5 separate regions of the Mus musculus genome follow, and all the other regions are linked to region 1. The links are chromatin contacts, called in public HiChIP or PLAC-seq and capture Hi-C maps. All regions are on one chromosome and are shown on one strand. Each heading gives the region's core, a stretch centred on a gene start, on an enhancer-like site or on the middle of the called end of the contact. The rest is flanking DNA. Distances are from core to core; before and after follow the strand shown. Region 1 has its middle 16 kb from the start of Optn. Region 2 holds the start of Sec61a2 (Sec61, alpha subunit 2 (S. cerevisiae)). Region 3 overlaps Cdc123 (cell division cycle 123). Region 4 overlaps Camk1d (calcium/calmodulin-dependent protein kinase ID). Region 5 overlaps Camk1d (calcium/calmodulin-dependent protein kinase ID).

Evidence for each region. HiChIP or PLAC-seq counts read pairs in DNA pulled down with a chosen protein or histone mark. Capture Hi-C pulls out chosen DNA fragments and counts their contacts.
Region 2: a contact with region 1 is called in an H3K27ac HiChIP or PLAC-seq map of embryonic stem cells, with 13 times the contacts expected there. The contact joins the promoter of Sec61a2 here to the enhancer-like site in region 1. A contact is called at or near these places in 1 of 39 promoter capture datasets (hippocampal neurons), 3 of 15 datasets of contacts at CTCF or cohesin (embryonic stem cells, pro-B cells and stem cell-derived epiblast-like cells), 27 of 484 Hi-C or Micro-C datasets (B cells, the Ba/F3 cell line, the G1E-ER4 cell line and 11 more), 8 of 115 datasets of contacts at active chromatin or transcription factors (SST interneurons, astrocytes, embryonic stem cells and 1 more) and 2 of 9 other capture datasets (embryonic stem cells and macrophages).
Region 3: an H3K27ac HiChIP or PLAC-seq map of embryonic stem cells shows a contact between it and region 1, with 9 times the contacts expected there. The contact joins two enhancer-like sites. A contact is called at or near these places in 4 of 15 datasets of contacts at CTCF or cohesin (embryonic stem cells, large pre-B cells, pro-B cells and 1 more), 79 of 484 Hi-C or Micro-C datasets (the 3T3-L1 cell line, the 4T1 cell line, the 63-12 cell line and 49 more), 18 of 115 datasets of contacts at active chromatin or transcription factors (acute myeloid leukemia, astrocytes, craniofacial prominence and 9 more) and 2 of 9 other capture datasets (embryonic stem cells and pancreatic islet).
Region 4: a capture Hi-C map of embryonic stem cells shows a contact between it and region 1, with 3 times the contacts expected there. The contact joins two enhancer-like sites. A contact is called at or near these places in 1 of 484 Hi-C or Micro-C datasets (liver), 4 of 115 datasets of contacts at active chromatin or transcription factors (embryonic midbrain and embryonic stem cells) and 1 of 9 other capture datasets (embryonic stem cells).
Region 5: a contact with region 1 is called in a capture Hi-C map of embryonic stem cells, with 4 times the contacts expected there. The contact joins two enhancer-like sites. A contact is called at or near these places in 3 of 484 Hi-C or Micro-C datasets (the AML12 cell line, the G1E-ER4 cell line and nephron progenitors), 2 of 115 datasets of contacts at active chromatin or transcription factors (astrocytes and embryonic stem cells) and 1 of 9 other capture datasets (embryonic stem cells).

The regions. Positions count from the first base shown.
Region 1 is chr2:5,078,807-5,081,736 of GRCm38.p6, forward strand. No RefSeq gene overlaps it. Among named protein-coding and RNA genes, the nearest start is that of Optn, 16 kb to the left of the region's middle. Within about 2 kb of position 1,430, at least 36 of the 459 cell types and tissues checked have an H3K27ac peak or open chromatin away from gene starts, as enhancers often do. A contact at or near this core is called in the G1E-ER4 cell line, cerebral cortex, embryonic stem cells and 4 more, where this site is marked.
Region 2 is chr2:5,894,063-5,896,992 of GRCm38.p6, forward strand. It overlaps Sec61a2 (Sec61, alpha subunit 2 (S. cerevisiae)), which reads right to left and starts at 1,370. Exons shown (of 12, transcript NM_021305.4): 1 at 1,195-1,370. The coding sequence starts at 1,201. Gm13267 (predicted gene 13267) reads left to right here and starts at 1,402. Exons shown (of 3, transcript NR_166420.1): 1 at 1,402-1,712. It also overlaps a transcript of Dhtkd1 not described here.
Region 3 is chr2:5,800,007-5,802,936 of GRCm38.p6, forward strand. All of the region lies in intron 10 of Cdc123 (cell division cycle 123), which reads right to left. Among named protein-coding and RNA genes, the nearest start is that of Gm29984, 24 kb to the right of the region's middle. Within about 2 kb of position 1,470, at least 104 of the 459 cell types and tissues checked have an H3K27ac peak or open chromatin away from gene starts, as enhancers often do. A contact at or near this core is called in the G1E-ER4 cell line, cerebral cortex and embryonic stem cells, where this site is marked.
Region 4 is chr2:5,667,709-5,670,638 of GRCm38.p6, forward strand. All of the region lies in intron 1 of Camk1d (calcium/calmodulin-dependent protein kinase ID), which reads right to left. Among named protein-coding and RNA genes, the nearest start is that of Camk1d, 46 kb to the right of the region's middle. Within about 2 kb of position 1,468, at least 17 of the 459 cell types and tissues checked have an H3K27ac peak or open chromatin away from gene starts, as enhancers often do. A contact at or near this core is called in embryonic stem cells, where this site is marked.
Region 5 is chr2:5,639,163-5,642,092 of GRCm38.p6, forward strand. The region is part of intron 1 of Camk1d (calcium/calmodulin-dependent protein kinase ID); the gene reads right to left. Among named protein-coding and RNA genes, the nearest start is that of Camk1d, 74 kb to the right of the region's middle. Within about 2 kb of position 1,514, at least 21 of the 459 cell types and tissues checked have an H3K27ac peak or open chromatin away from gene starts, as enhancers often do. A contact at or near this core is called in embryonic stem cells, where this site is marked.

The DNA of each region.
Region 1 (2,930 bases), core at 180-2,679:
TGCTGGAGAAAGACCTGGAAGTTCTACATCTGGACTGGCAGGCAGTAGGAAGAGTAAGTGAGCCACCCAGCCTGGCTTGTGCTTCTGAAACCTCAAAGCTCCCCCCACTCCCTTCAGGAAGGTGTCTGGGAACGATTTACCTCCTAAATGTGCTCAGAGATGTTGTGTTTTTCCTGTAACAATTTACTTGATTGTTCTCAAGGATGTGATATTTCTATTTGTGGGATGCTTTGTTGTTCTCCTGTCCATTTCTCACAAAGCTGGGGATAGGAATAGCCCATTCCTGGACTAAGATCTTGGAGGATGCTCTAAGACAGATATGCTTGGGTCTGAAGTTAGTTAGGGGCAATCCTGATTCACAGTTAGCTTCTTAGTGAACTGAAAAAACACTTGATACTTTACTAATATAATGTATAGGACCTGTGTTAGGTTTCTCCAGCAAAATGGGACGGAGAGGGAGAGGGAGAGGGAGAATGAAGCAGGAATGTCTAAGGTTTATATGAGGTCATCAGGCTGGAATTTCAGGTAAGAATTACAATTGATGTCTGGACTCCAAATCCCTCAAGTGAGAAACTGAGGCAGGGTTTCTCTGTGGCAATCTGGTTGAAGAAAAATTTCTTCTACCTTGAGAAACTGCAGTCTTTACTCTCAAAGCTTTCAAATGAAAGGACCCACACACAATATGGAGAATCACACGCTTTATGCAGAACACCAATCACATAAAGAATGTGTCTCCACAGAAGTATCTCCAGTGGTATTTGGCCAAATGCAGGGCATTTTAGTCTGGCCAAGTTAATGCACACAGTTAACTATCACATGGGGGAAAACTTATCAGTTTTTAAAGGTTACTGAGGGCTTGAGAGGCTGAGGCAGGAGGATCAAGTTTGAGGTCAACCTGGGTTACATGGCAAGACCTTGGTCTAAACAGTTATTATTATTTTTTTAATTTGAAGAAAAATTTAAAATTTGAAAAGGCATACGGAGCAGCTGATGTTTCTCCAACATCATCCCGGTGTGGGGAGGTAGAGGCAGAGGATCAGGAGTTCATGTTCACCCCTAGCTTTATGCTGTCCATGGTTCATCATCTCTTATGGCCCATATTAGTCATTGTGCCATTCAAAAGCCACAGAGCAAGAGAAACATGTTTCACAGCTCCTACTGTATCCTGGACCCTAGGGATGCAACAGTGGCAAGATGTGGTTTCTGCTCTTCATTGTGAGCTGACTTGGCTGAGGCTATAAAGCAAAGGTGCTTTGTGAAATTCAGAGAGGATAACGTAAGGTAACTCAGAGATATGCACAGGAAGTTGCATATTTGCAATAAAGCCACACACAGCAGAACTATTAGATCCAGGCACTCACTCAACGTGGATTCTGGGCTCTTCAGCTCTGATCTCTTCAGCTCTCATTTGCTCAGACTGTCTATGTCCAGCAGATGGTGCCAAATGACTGTCTGCAGTCAACTGGCAGTCCCTCTCAGGGAAAATCCAAATTGAGCCTATGAAAGAAAGGTCAGCATTTTTAAGGAAAGTGCTCTTTGTCAGACTAAGACCTTTTAATTTGTCCCATTTTAATAGTACATATGTATCAAGATAAAAAAAAAACAGACAAGGAAATGGCCTCCTTTGCTGGGATTGTGGAATTGTAAGACCCCCGAAACTGGGGAGACCTCCGCTCAAGTCCCGGGTTGAGCTGGTCGGCACCCCGATAACACCTGATGCAAACTGCAAGACGCTTTATTGTCAGCTAGCTGAGGGGAGTTCGATCTCGAGCGGTAACAGTAGGGGGCTTTTAACAGCTAGCTGAGGAGTTGGGAGGAGTTTGGCTACAGCTCTTCTCTGGCGGGTGTCCTTGGTAAAATAACAAGGCATGAAGAGTGAGGAGTGAGCTGTAGCTCTTCTCTGGGGAATCTATCTCCATGTCCTTGGCACAGGGAGCCAAGCAAGCGCCTGGCTAGGTCTCCCCACAATCATCGAGTCTCTGGCTGTAAGGCACAGAAACAAAAAGACTTTTTGTTGGCTATAGAGAACAAAGAGCTTCTTTCTGGCTGTATTTTAAGAGATCAGGGAAAACAAGCTTGGGGAATGTCCAGGGGCTTTACCTTTCAGGGAGAAACGCTCTAAGTCGGGGTCTCACAGAATTATGGGAACAGAGGTCAGGAAGTACTTCAGTAAAACAGCACCCCAATATAGACTGGCATATGAAACTCCAATGACTGAGCATACACGTGTGTATTCATATATTTTGAGTCTACACTTGTATAGAAGTGTATGTATCATGTATGCATATGTACATACGTGCCTGTGTGTGAATATATGGGTAGAAGTCCAAGTGTGTGCGTTTTTGTAATGTGTCTGTATGTGTTGAGTATTTGCAAGTAGGTGCCTATGGTCACATACAAGCATACTCATGGTGTATGTGGAGTGCCTGTGTATGATTGTGAGGAATATGAGTGTGAGTGTGCACATGTGGATGTGTATATCCATGTGTGACTGTGTACACGTATATGTTTACTTTTGGGAAAAATTAAAAAATAAAATAGATGAGGAATGGAAGGTTTGACATATTTTTAAAGGGCAAAGGTACAATTGTTGAGGCAGTGGAAATTGGGAGGATGGAGCCTAAAAACCGAGAAGGACTAAAGCCTCAGGCCTTAGCCAACCTTACTCAGAGCATCAGACAATCTATACTCTGAGAGTTAAGAAGAATCGAATGAGTACAGTTTACAATCACAAAGACAAACCACACATGGCGGTAACATGTCTGTCTACACGGACATAAAACCAAACAATAGCCAGCTCCAATGAACAATCTGAAGTCAACTCCCTCCTACCCACCATACTTGGGAGGGACATTTAATCACATTTCAGAAAGAAGTTGGCATTTGGAAGAAACAGGTCACAAAGACTCTTGTTTACTTGGAATTTTCTC
Region 2 (2,930 bases), core at 120-2,619, 820 kb after region 1:
AGCAACCACATGGTGGCTCACAACCATCCGTAACGAGATCTGACTCCCTCTTCTGGAGTGTCTGAAGACAGCTACAGTGTACTTACATATAATAAATAAATAAATCTTTAAAAAAAAAAAAAAAAAAAAAAAAGTAAATCTAAATTCTGAAAACATTTACCTGCAATTAAAAAAACAACAACTATGGGTCACAACACTGGGAAACTGTCTAGAATCGCCTCCCTTCCCCATCTCAGCCCAGGCTACTCTCCGAGATTTATTGCTAGTTTATGAATTACTGTACTGGCGTTCAGGATCAAAAAACGCTGTTGCGTGCCGCCATGTACTGCCTCTCCCCGTGTTGCACAATTCCATTTTTATTCACAATTCAAGGCCAAGGGTCTCTTATTTCCTTTCCAATTTTCCCCAAATGTCTACTGTTAGCCAATGGAGTGCATCGCAACGTTATCCCTTTATACACAAACATGTGAACTGCTAGGTAAAGTATCTGTGTGAAAATACATGAGGGTGAGTGATTGGGCAGGGCCCTGGAAGGATCTTATAATGCGAGGCCTCGTCCATACCTTGCGCACCAACTTACAGTTTTCAATGAACACTACAGAATGACTGGGAAGAATTAATCTAGGAAAATGCTGAGCTACTGATCACACGCCTTTCCTCCCCTAAAACGCATGCTACGAATCACATTTTTAAAAAAGGGAGACTTGGTGGGGGAGGTTATGGGGGACTTTTTGGGATAGCATTGGAAATGTAAATGAGGAAAATACCTAATAAAAAATATTTTTTTAAAAAAAGGGAGACTTATTCGTCGCAACACACCAAGGAAGCGTGATTCAAGAATAATAATTTAAAAATTAATGAGTTTCCTGAGATTCAGAAAAAGCCCAAGTGGTCCAAGCCGTGGAGTGTGCTAACTACCCCCCGCCCCCAGCCAATGGCCTCCCCGCGCCATCCTCGCTCCTCGCCTCCTAAGGGGAGCAAACCGGGACTTCTGAGTTCCCGTGACCCGCCGGGCAAGGCCTCGCTGACCCGAGGCGCCTTGGCGGGTCCCCAGCTCGCTCTGCCCGTGGCGACCCCAACGAGGCCTGCGCATCCCCCGCACCCAAGACCACCCCAAGGAGTAAGCGACTCCACTGCCCACAGCCCGAAAGGACCCGCGGCCTTCGAGGTTCGCGCTCCAGCCACCACACTCACTGCCCATGGCGGCGGCTCAGCACACCCGGCGGGCACCCGCGGCCTCGCAGCTGCCTCCGCTCCGTTCCTCACGACTCTGGCCTAGGCGGCGGAGGCTGGGGACACGCTCTGGCCGTCCCCGCACAAGCTCCGCCCACAGAGTCATGTGACATGCGCTCTAGGCTCCTCCCAGACCTAGCCTGGCCGTTGGCGGACGTCCACCGCGTTGCTATGGTCACCGTTGGCGCGGCGGCGGGGGCGGGACTGGATGGCAAGAGGCGGGGCGGCCTGCCGTGGTGGGCGGTTCTTAGTTGCTCTACTCCAGGACAAGGGTTTTCCTTTTCAAAGCTGTTTTCTAGATAAGGTTTCCTGGTCCAGGTACCCCAAGGCCTAGAGCTGAGCTACCTGAGCCAGACTTTTCTTTCCGCCCCATCTTAACTGTAACTTCTTAGACATTTGTGAAAACTGGTAATACACTGCAGACAATAGTACTTTCCAGTACTTCCCCATCTTCAAAATAGACATCAAGGCATCAAGAGGTATAAACTCTTTTATCTGTCTCTCTTTTTCAGAAAGAAACCTTTTTAGGCCGGGCGGTGGTGGCGCACGCCTTTAATCCCAGCACTCGGGAGGCAGAGGCAGGTGGATTTCTGAGTTCGAGGCCAGCCTGGTCTACAGAGTGAGTTCCAGGACAGCCAGGGATACACAGAGAAACCCTGTCTCGAACCCGCCCCCCCAAAAAAAACCCAGTAAAACTTCCAAGGTAATATAGGTAAATTAGAGAAGTTAATTTCAGACTATTTTTCCCAAATAGGAAATATATGGAAAACATAAGAAATTTGAGTAAAATGGTTCTTTCAAGGTGGTAATTTTTATTTTGCTAAGAATAATGTGATATATGGGGGGTGGGTATGGGGGACCTTTGGGATAGCATTGAAAATGTAAACAAGGAAAATACCTAATTAAAAAAAAAGAATAATGTGTCATTTTAAGCAAAATTCATTATTTTTAATATTTCAACTTACTAATTACATAACTGAAGCTCTAGTTCTCACTGAACATTAAACATGCATAATTATGGACAGCAGATAAGAAAAACTAACATTTTTAAGAGGAAAGAAAATACAGTAGTGTTTCATATGAAATAATTCAAATGTCCCTTTCTGCAACACAATTCAGAATGTGGCTGATATAAAGGTAGAAAGGCAGAAGACATTTTCATAGCTCTGTCAGGGAAAACTGTAACAAGAAATAATAAACTTGTGAGAGGCAGCATAGGAAGAAATTTAGAAAGAGCAAGACAAAAACATTTTTAAATATATTAAATTCCATCTTAGAGTTTTAATATCTTTTAATTTAAGAAACCAAAAGATAAGAGAATAAAGGTACATTATGGTTTTTTTAAACTTAAATATACACTATTATTCTTATTAAACTTGCCTTTGAAACTTTACAGATTTATATAAGTAGTAATGAAGTGACAAGATTCATAAGGCTCGGCAAAAGAAAGAAGGACTGAAGGATGCAGAAAGGAAAGGGAGGGAAAGGGTTAAAGAGATGGCACAATGATGGAGCCAGTAAGTACAAAGTACTGCAACTAATACCCAGCTGCAGACAGGAGGGGACATGTCGTAGAAAGAAAGAGGGCAAATACTAGAAAGATGCTAAATAACTGCAGCATTATTCTAAAATGCAAATAATAGTCTGGCATGGTGGTACACACCTTAAATCCCAGCACTCAGAAGGCAGAGACAGAG
Region 3 (2,930 bases), core at 220-2,719, 720 kb after region 1:
AATTAGTGTTATCTAAAAACACAACTTCAAAATATATTACTAAAAAACCAACACAATTAGAAACCAAAAGATTTTAACATGCACGGTTGCTCAATAACTAAAAAATCAAGTGGCCAAAGGAAAAAAAATTGGGAAAGATTTTTTCCCCATGTGATAAAGTCTCCATATAAAAAATAAAGAAATAGCACAAAGAACCCCTGCCAGTATTGCTCATCTGTAATTCTATCCCTTCCCCGAAAATGTGTTTGATCTGAAAAGGATGCGCGTTTGCTTCCAAAGCTACATATTTCAGCAACAAGCCTGGTCTAGATCCATGAGTCTGCAGAACACAGCACACGCTGGACTTCCTTTGTTTGGCATGATCAAGTTACAAAGCCAAACTTACAATAGCAAGACTCAAAATTAAACAACATTCTGTCCAGAAAGCAATAAAACAAGTTATCAGCAACACAAGTCACAGGGAAAAGACTAGAAAGGAACAACATTGATTTTCTAAGACTCTAAAATAAGAGGCAGATGGATCTTTGTGAGTTCCAGGCCAACTTGCTCTACATAGTGAGTTCTGAGCTAGCTAGAGCTATGCAGTGAAACCCCCCCACCTTCTGCCTCTGTGTGTCTCTCTCTTATATACACACACACAATGTAAATAAGGATTTTAAATTCTAGCCGTACATCATCATCCCTGAGGGGGCTTCTGAAACCTTACCCAGTGTCCATCCTAGACTCACAGAATGGGTGGGCTACTGACCTGATGTGCATAGAACAGTTAAGACTCTACAGCCCTGAATCAAGTTGCCCAACAACAATAAACATAGACACGCCAAAGTGTCACTAGGTACAAACACTTCAGTTATATGTCACGAGCCAAACTACTTACAGACACGAGTGAGCTTTCTACAAGAATAGCCACAAAATAATATATTCAAGAAAGTGTCTAACAAACTCTGATACACGTACCATTGAGTAAATGCAAATGGGTTTTACAATATGGTCTAAATCTCGGAACGGAAACTGTCAGGATGTTTAGACTGGCATGCTTCTCGCTTTTAAAAATGAACTCTTTTTCAGATCTGCAGGATCTCAGCTACCATTACTTATATACTCGTCCAACTTCACTTTAATTCCTCAACTCTTTTACAGGCTAAACAGCTGCGTCTACCTGTCAGCCCCACTGAGTTAGTGATCAGGACATTTGCCAGGGACAGGAGGCAGCTTGGCAGGTTCCAACATTTTCAACTGCCGATATGAAATAACTAGTTTAGTATCTATACACTGCAGGCAGATAACACTTACCCCACAGCATATACAGACTGAGATACAGAACTAAATGATAATAAAAGCCTTCCGGGAAGGGAGCGTGTTCTAGACAAAAGGCTGGTTTTACCCTGTTCTAACTGCCTAGATGCTGCCTGCCACAGGCCACACCTCGCGAACACAAGTCTGCCACTTCCACATCAAGATAACTTCCTCCAACGTTCAAGGCTATCTTGTTTGATGCTTCCTGTGGGCAGTACAGCAGCTAGCACAGCACAGACACACACAGCAGGCTGCCAACGTCTTTACCAGGAAGCAGAGAAGCGACTCCTGCCTGCGGGATCAGATGTCTGTCTATGAACTCACCCTGCTTCCCAGGCCTCGGAGGTTTCTTTCCGTCCAGCTGGAACTTTCCCAAGCATCCTTCCTTGTCTCGACCTCTGCTCCCCTGTCCTTTCAGATGTGTTTGTGATTGTGTGCATGTGTGCTGTGTTCACATGTGTCTTCAGAGAACCTGCCTCTCACCAGCCAGAAGTACCAAGGCGACAAGCACTGGCAAGGATCTGGGGACCAGGAGTCCTCACGGACTGTGGGGAGGAAGGTAAGCTAGTCTAGCTGAGGAAGAGCATGCAAGTGCCCTACAAAGTTAAAGAGGCTCCTAGGGAGGCTCGGCCTTTGAAGGCACTTGCTGACAAACCTGAGGTCCTGGGCTTGATCCCAGGAACCCACATGGTGGAAAGACAGAAGCACACTCAAGTCCATGTTCTCACACGATCAATGTAAATAAATAAAGAGATTAAAAACAGACACACCATATGACCCAGCATCCCAGTTCTTGGGCATACATCCAAAGACGTGAATACCTGAAAGAACAGTTGTCCCCCAATCTCAATTTCCACACTACCCACAACAACCTGGAAGTGCAGACAAATAGATAAAGAAAATGTGGTCCAAACACACAACAGAACTGTTGAGCAATAAGAAACATAGCTGCCTAGTACTCTGGGGCAATGCGGATGAACTGGGAGGCGTAATGTAAGTGAACTAATCCAGGAAAAAGGGCAAATACCACAGGATCTCATTCATATGTGAACTCAACCAGGGATCTTCCACGGGTCAAGGGTAGAAAGACGGCTACCAGAGGCTGGTGTGGGGAGCGACGTGGCAGAAGATGATCAATAGTTAATAAAGAAGAATAAGAAGTTCTGTATGCTACTGCACAGAGGGGAGACCATTGGGGCCTCCAACATTTAACTACTGGGATAGGATACTGTCACCTCCAACGTCTCTAGTGACACTTATACCTATCCTGGAGGCTGGGGTGCCTGCCAGACAATGAGGATGTGCTGTCAGTTCAGTAAACTCAGGCCAGAAACGGGAGAATTTTGAATGTTCTTACCATAAAGGGATGACAAACATTTGAGTAGGAACTCCTTTGGTTTCCCATATGAATGAAATCATGTAGTACTTGCCCTTTGCCTGGATTAGTTCACTTATGTAAGGAATCCAGAACTAAACAGGACATGATGCAGACATGCACTCAAACATTAAATTCATATCCAATTTATGTTTTTATATATTAGATAAAAAATAAATTTAAGTTAAAAGTGTTAATCTGGGGCTAGGGAGCTAACTCAACTGTAAAGTGCTTACCTCATCTTCCTGGGGACCCAAGT
Region 4 (2,930 bases), core at 218-2,717, 590 kb after region 1:
CACAGCTGGAAAGGAGGAGGCTAACATACAGCTGGAAAGGAGGAGGCTAACACACAGCTGGAAAGGAGGGGCTAACACACAGCTGGAAAGGAGGAGGCTAACATACAGATGTGCTGAAAGCAAACTAAATAGCCTGGTGCTCAACTTAGAAAGAGATCAATGAGCTGAGGGTGATAACTCCTCACTATAATCCTAGCACCTCGAAGCCTGTGGCAGGAAGACTGCAAGTTTGAGGCCAGCCTGGGCTACAGAGTCTAGACCAGCCTGGGCTACATAGTGAGACCCTGTCAAGGAAGGGCCTGCCATAGCATCACTCCAGCTCCACTTCTGTATTTACTTAGACACAGTTTCTTTACCCTCAGAGTGATGAATATTCATCATTATGGACAGGACTAGGGGAGGGTGAGTGGAAAGGCTCCACCGCTTTACCAGAAACAACTTCTGCATTCTACTGTTACGGTACATACAAAGCATCTACTTGTACACAAGTGTGTGATAACAATCATTAGCTTAGTACTGAAGTAACTATATACATAGATTTTTAAATATTTATATTTAGACCCTTACTGATACAGAAATCTAATTTAAACATTATGTACATACTTTTGCAGGAATACATATGGTATTCCAGGATAAAATTCCTTAGGAATAGAATATTAGCTGAAAGGGGGAGGGGAAGAACTTATTATTTTAAGCTGATTCTAGTACTTTTTAATGATAATGACAGGTATCAAATGTCTATGGCATTTACATTCCATTTAACTGGTTACAGTTAAAATAATCATGATACTGTTCCATTTGAAGACATTGATATTTACAATAAGAAAGTGATATCCTTTATTTACCATGCTTAAGTTATGATAAAAAATATTCATCTGTCCACAGAGAAGCTGTGAGGGCTGGTGGCTTCGTGGAATTAGTTAGGAACGACTGAGAGACAGAAGATGAGAAGAAAGGCCACCCTTGGTTCCAGCACGTTTCCGGCCTTAAGATATTCCTAGAGAAGGGAGACATCTAAATTTCCTCTTTAGAATTAAGCTTTTCATACATTGGTCTTAAAAAACTTCTAGGCATGGGGCTGGAGAGATGGCTCAGCGGTTAAGAGCACTGACTGTTCTTCCGAAGGTCCTGAGTTCAAATCCCAGCAACCACATGGTGGCTCAGAACCATCTGTAATGAGATCCGATGTCCTCTTCTGGGGTGTCCGAAGACAGCTACAGTGTACTTACATATCATAAATAAATAAATCTTAAAAAAAAAAAAAACTCCTAGGCAGAGTTTAGGCCACACAAAACAGAGCTGTTAGCCAACACCTTTCTTTGACTTTGCCTCTAAACAACACTCAACTTCCTGTGTCAACTTTTCCATGGACTTAAAAGTGAATCTGCTCACTCAGGAAGGGCTCCCTGTGGAGCACGCTCCCTGTTCTGAAAGACTACATTGCGCAGACTCAGATTGATTGGCAGGCAAATGTTTGCAATGCATTGGGCTAAATTCTACACTAGGCAGCCCAGGCAGTGGCCACAAGGTCTTTGCTTATGTTAAATTAGAAATAATGGTTTTAACTGCAAAGAGAACTTAGAGCTAGAAGAAACAATGTTGGTGATTCGTCACGGATCTCTTAGGACACCCAAGCTGAGTCAAGGCCGTGGCTATCCTAGGATGCCTGAGAGGCACAGATGCACACAGTAAGATTAAATCCCGCCCCTCCTCATTTTCAGTTTTTGTGTTAAAAACAGGCACATGATGGAAATAAACCATTAAGACAAGATCCAAAAATAAGTTTAACTGGTTACCAAAACTCATATACAAAGTTCTCATTCTAATCACTTCTGTAAACAGCTGAAAGGTACGGACACCAAACCTCGGCTTGTGGAGCGCAATCAACTTAATCGGCTTCTTTGAAAGATTAATTTAAGTGAAGATTACCGATGGCTGCAGATGACACGGGTCCAATCGCGCAGCCCAGTTGAGATGAAGGAAAAATTGCGAAATCATACAAACACAGCTGCAGGCCAAACATGGAGATGGGGGGGGGGGGGGACCTCCTTCCTGGGTCCGAAACACAACTCTAAAGGACAGTGCTAAAGTCGAAACCGAAATGTCAGGAACAGCATGTGAAGGCTCAGGTACCCCAGGCTGGGACCTGCCCGTGGTCAGGACAGCAGGGGTCATGTGACCTGCCCTAGGGCGCTGCAGCTGTTTGGACAGAAAGCCCAACCAGCTAGCCAGGAAAAGGACAATCAACTGCTGTTGATCCTACCTCAAACCAGATTCTAAGTGCTTGTTTAAGCCGTTTCAAGGGCAAGTTCTGCTAAGTCCCAGACAGGAAGCATAAATAAGATGAAACTGGAAAAGAGATCAAATATGGTCTCCACAGACCTAAAAGGAAAACGTTCTACCCACAACATGCAATAAGGAGGTTAATTTGAAGACCCTTCTGGAAGTTGTGGCGGGGGGAGTCAGGGGTCAGTACCTGGACGTGTTATCATTGAGAATGGAAGAAGGTTAAACCCTCAACAGCACTTACCAGAGGCGCAGCTCAGAGACCAAACCAACTCCATCTTGGGTTCAGAGTCCAACTTGGAGAACCTGAGCTAAGGCTGAACCAACAAGCCTGCACCTCCAAGTCGCTCCCTAGCAACCACCAATCAGGAGGAAAGCAGCAGTTACGTTTATGGCTCGGCTCCTCGCACCAGCCAATTATTTTAAAGGAAAACAAAATTCTGTAACAGCCCCCACTCAGATGTGTGCCAGGCTGGAGTCCCCCTTGCTCGTTTGCTTACCTCTATAAATGCTCACTAGAAACTGGGCCTTATCCTCCCGCAGCTGGAGCGGGGATAGAAAAGACCCTAGCGTGACCGCAGCAGAATCAGCTCCACAGTGGCCTTTGGGGTCACAAACGCCTAATGGGCACTGCACAGCAATAT
Region 5 (2,930 bases), core at 264-2,763, 560 kb after region 1:
CTATCTTGGGAGATCAAGCCTGGCAGATGGTATTGTGCTGGTTTCTCTGGCTTTGAGACAGCCAATGGGAGGGTTTCTAAAGAGCAGTGAACAAGAGGAGAAAGATGAAGTGGCCTTCCCTGAGTGGTCTTTGCTTTAGTGCATGGGTCCAGCAACACCTGTCCCTACCCTACTCCCTCTGGAAAACCATTCTGCCTCAGCTAGAGAGCTTCCCAGGTTCCTCCCTGACGCTATGGGCCTGGAGGTGGTCCTAGTCTTTGGGCAGCTGGGTAACTCTGGCCAGCTCCTTTAGCTCTATTGTATTAGTCTATTTTGCATTGCTGTAACAAAACACCCACACAACAACTGGTGGGCACGTTAGTTTAGGCACCCAGCACAGTAGGGAGGCATGATGGAAGGATTCGGGCTATAGCCTCCTGGCCATATAGTAGGGGCTCTTCCCATCACTGCAGATCAGGCAGGAAGCAGGGGATGTCAGGAACCTGGGACAGACTATAAAGTTCAAAGGTCAAACCCTAGAGATCTACTTCTGACAACTAGGCCCCACCTCCTAAAGGTTCTATAACACACACCCACACACACAAAGCAGTGACACTATCTAGGAAATCAACATGCAAAATATGAACAGATGAGACACATTTCTGATTCATCTACAGCACTTATCTCTGGCTCTGTAACCTACTCCTCCATCAGTCACTTCACCTGACCTAGCACCACCAGTTCAGTTTCCTCCTGAGCCTCCTGTAACACCAGAAACTGAGCTGTCCTCAGCAAACCTCCACAGTGAGATCACAGCACCCTCAACAAGGAAGCCCTAAGCAAGGGGAGGTACTTTCTTGGAGCCAGGCTCGATTCCATGTCAGACCTAACTATTCCATGCTTTGAAGATGTTTTATTAAGGAGAATTCATTGCAGTGCTCAAATAATAATAGCTAATTGTGAACAGTGTGCAGAGAAAATAGTAAAATAATACTAGAACCAGCTAGAGCTGGCTAATGTTTAAAAGGTGACGTGTACCTGGCAGTGGGCTGCTTGCTGGAATAAGCACAGCAAGCTCCAATTATTTAATAGCAGGATGGGAATTTTATAGTCCCACTGTGTATATACACCACGATGTCTCTTTATCCATTCCCGTTTGTCCAATAAATCTTTATCAAGCATCTAAGATTCCAAAAGCACTAAATTACCCTCAGAACCCAGCGACCAAGGCATTGTGTTTGTCTTCAGATTAGAATCTAGTTGGGTAGAAAAACAAGTAAGGAATTAACCGTGATTAAAAGGCACACAGAGCTGAGTAGAGAGCTGGGAGACAAGGGGGAAGGAAGCCTTACCTAGTGTTGGGTAAGAAAGCAAGCTTCCTGGATGGAAGGAAGTCAAAGACGGAGGGGCAGGGGCTGGGGAAGTGACTGTCCTGGGAGCATAAGGACCCCAGCTTGGATCCCAAGCAACCACTTAAAAAGGCAGTGTGGTAGCATGCATGTGACTCCAGTGCTGGGCGGGTCAGAGACGGACAACCCGGAAGCTCATTGTCAAGTCCACCTAGGTGGTCTGATGAGCTTCTTACCCAGTAAGAGACCCCACCCCAAGGACTAAGGAGGTGAGGGGTAACAAAGACACGCAACACCAACCTCTGCCTTCCACACACACACACACACATTCACCACACACACCACCCCACACACCACACCACCACCCCACACACATACACACACTATTAAAACCAAAATAATTAATTCCATTTAAAAAAAACAGAACAGGTGGGAGCCAGAATATTTACTAGCTTTCAGACTCCAGCAGCTGGAGGAGACGGTGAGGCTGTTCAGAGATGGGGGACTTAGGAGACAATCACACTGGGATGGAGAAGCCAAGGATGAAGAGATCTCTTTGAGATAACATCGGCATGGTTACCTAGAAATGTCCAGGGAAGTGTGCAGAAGGGCTATAGCTCAGGAAGGGACAGGTAGAAATGGAAATGTAGAATTGCCTACAGACACCATCACTCAAGTGCCCATTGGATTAGATAACGGTCAGTACACTGAAAAGTCCCCACAGGAGCTTAGGCTACAGCTGCACGAAGACACTGGAGGATGAAGACGTGAGGAGGGTACATTTGCCCCTCCCTGAAAGATACATCCCAACCATCTGGGTAATGCCAAACAAGACAGGACAGGTCACTGTAACAGAAGATGCCAGGCATGCTGAACAAAAACCAAAGCTACCTGGACAGCAGCAGCAGACTGCGCTCACCGCAGATACCTAGCATTCAAGATATTTTCTTTGATTTTTGGCACCACAGAAACCAAATCCAAAATCATCCAAATTAGCCAGGCAAAGGCATTCATGGTCTGGATAATGCTGGGGAGAAAAGCTACTGTTATCTGAACCTGAGATACACCATCGTTAACTCAGCAGCTCCCATCTGGACAAAAGAGGATGGGCTGTCACCACCAATACACCGGAGTTGCTGTGTGCCTGCACAGTCTGCCAACTTGGTCACAAATCTCAAAACATGCAGGAGCCCCAGGATTTATCTGTCATAAAGTACAATTCAAAGGCCCTTTCCTTATGCTACCCTTAGGCAGTCATACTCATCATATTGGATTAGAGCCATGGGCAGTAAGTACACAAGAAAACAACTCAAGTCCCAGAAGTCTGAGAAGGCAGCAGGCACGGCTCTGCTGCCTCCGTTTCTCTGTGTCCTTAAACCAGCTGTGCGCTTGCTTCAGCAGCACAGATACTAAAATTGGAACGACAGAGACCAGCATGGCCCTGCACACTCATGAAGCATTCCAGATTCTAACCAGAAGGAGGATATGAAAATGGAAGAAGAGATACAAGGAGAGGCGAAAGAGCCAAACAGGCAAGAGGAAGGGAGAGGGGGGAGACAGAATAGTGCCTGTTCTTCTATGCAGAATCTAGATTTAACTAGA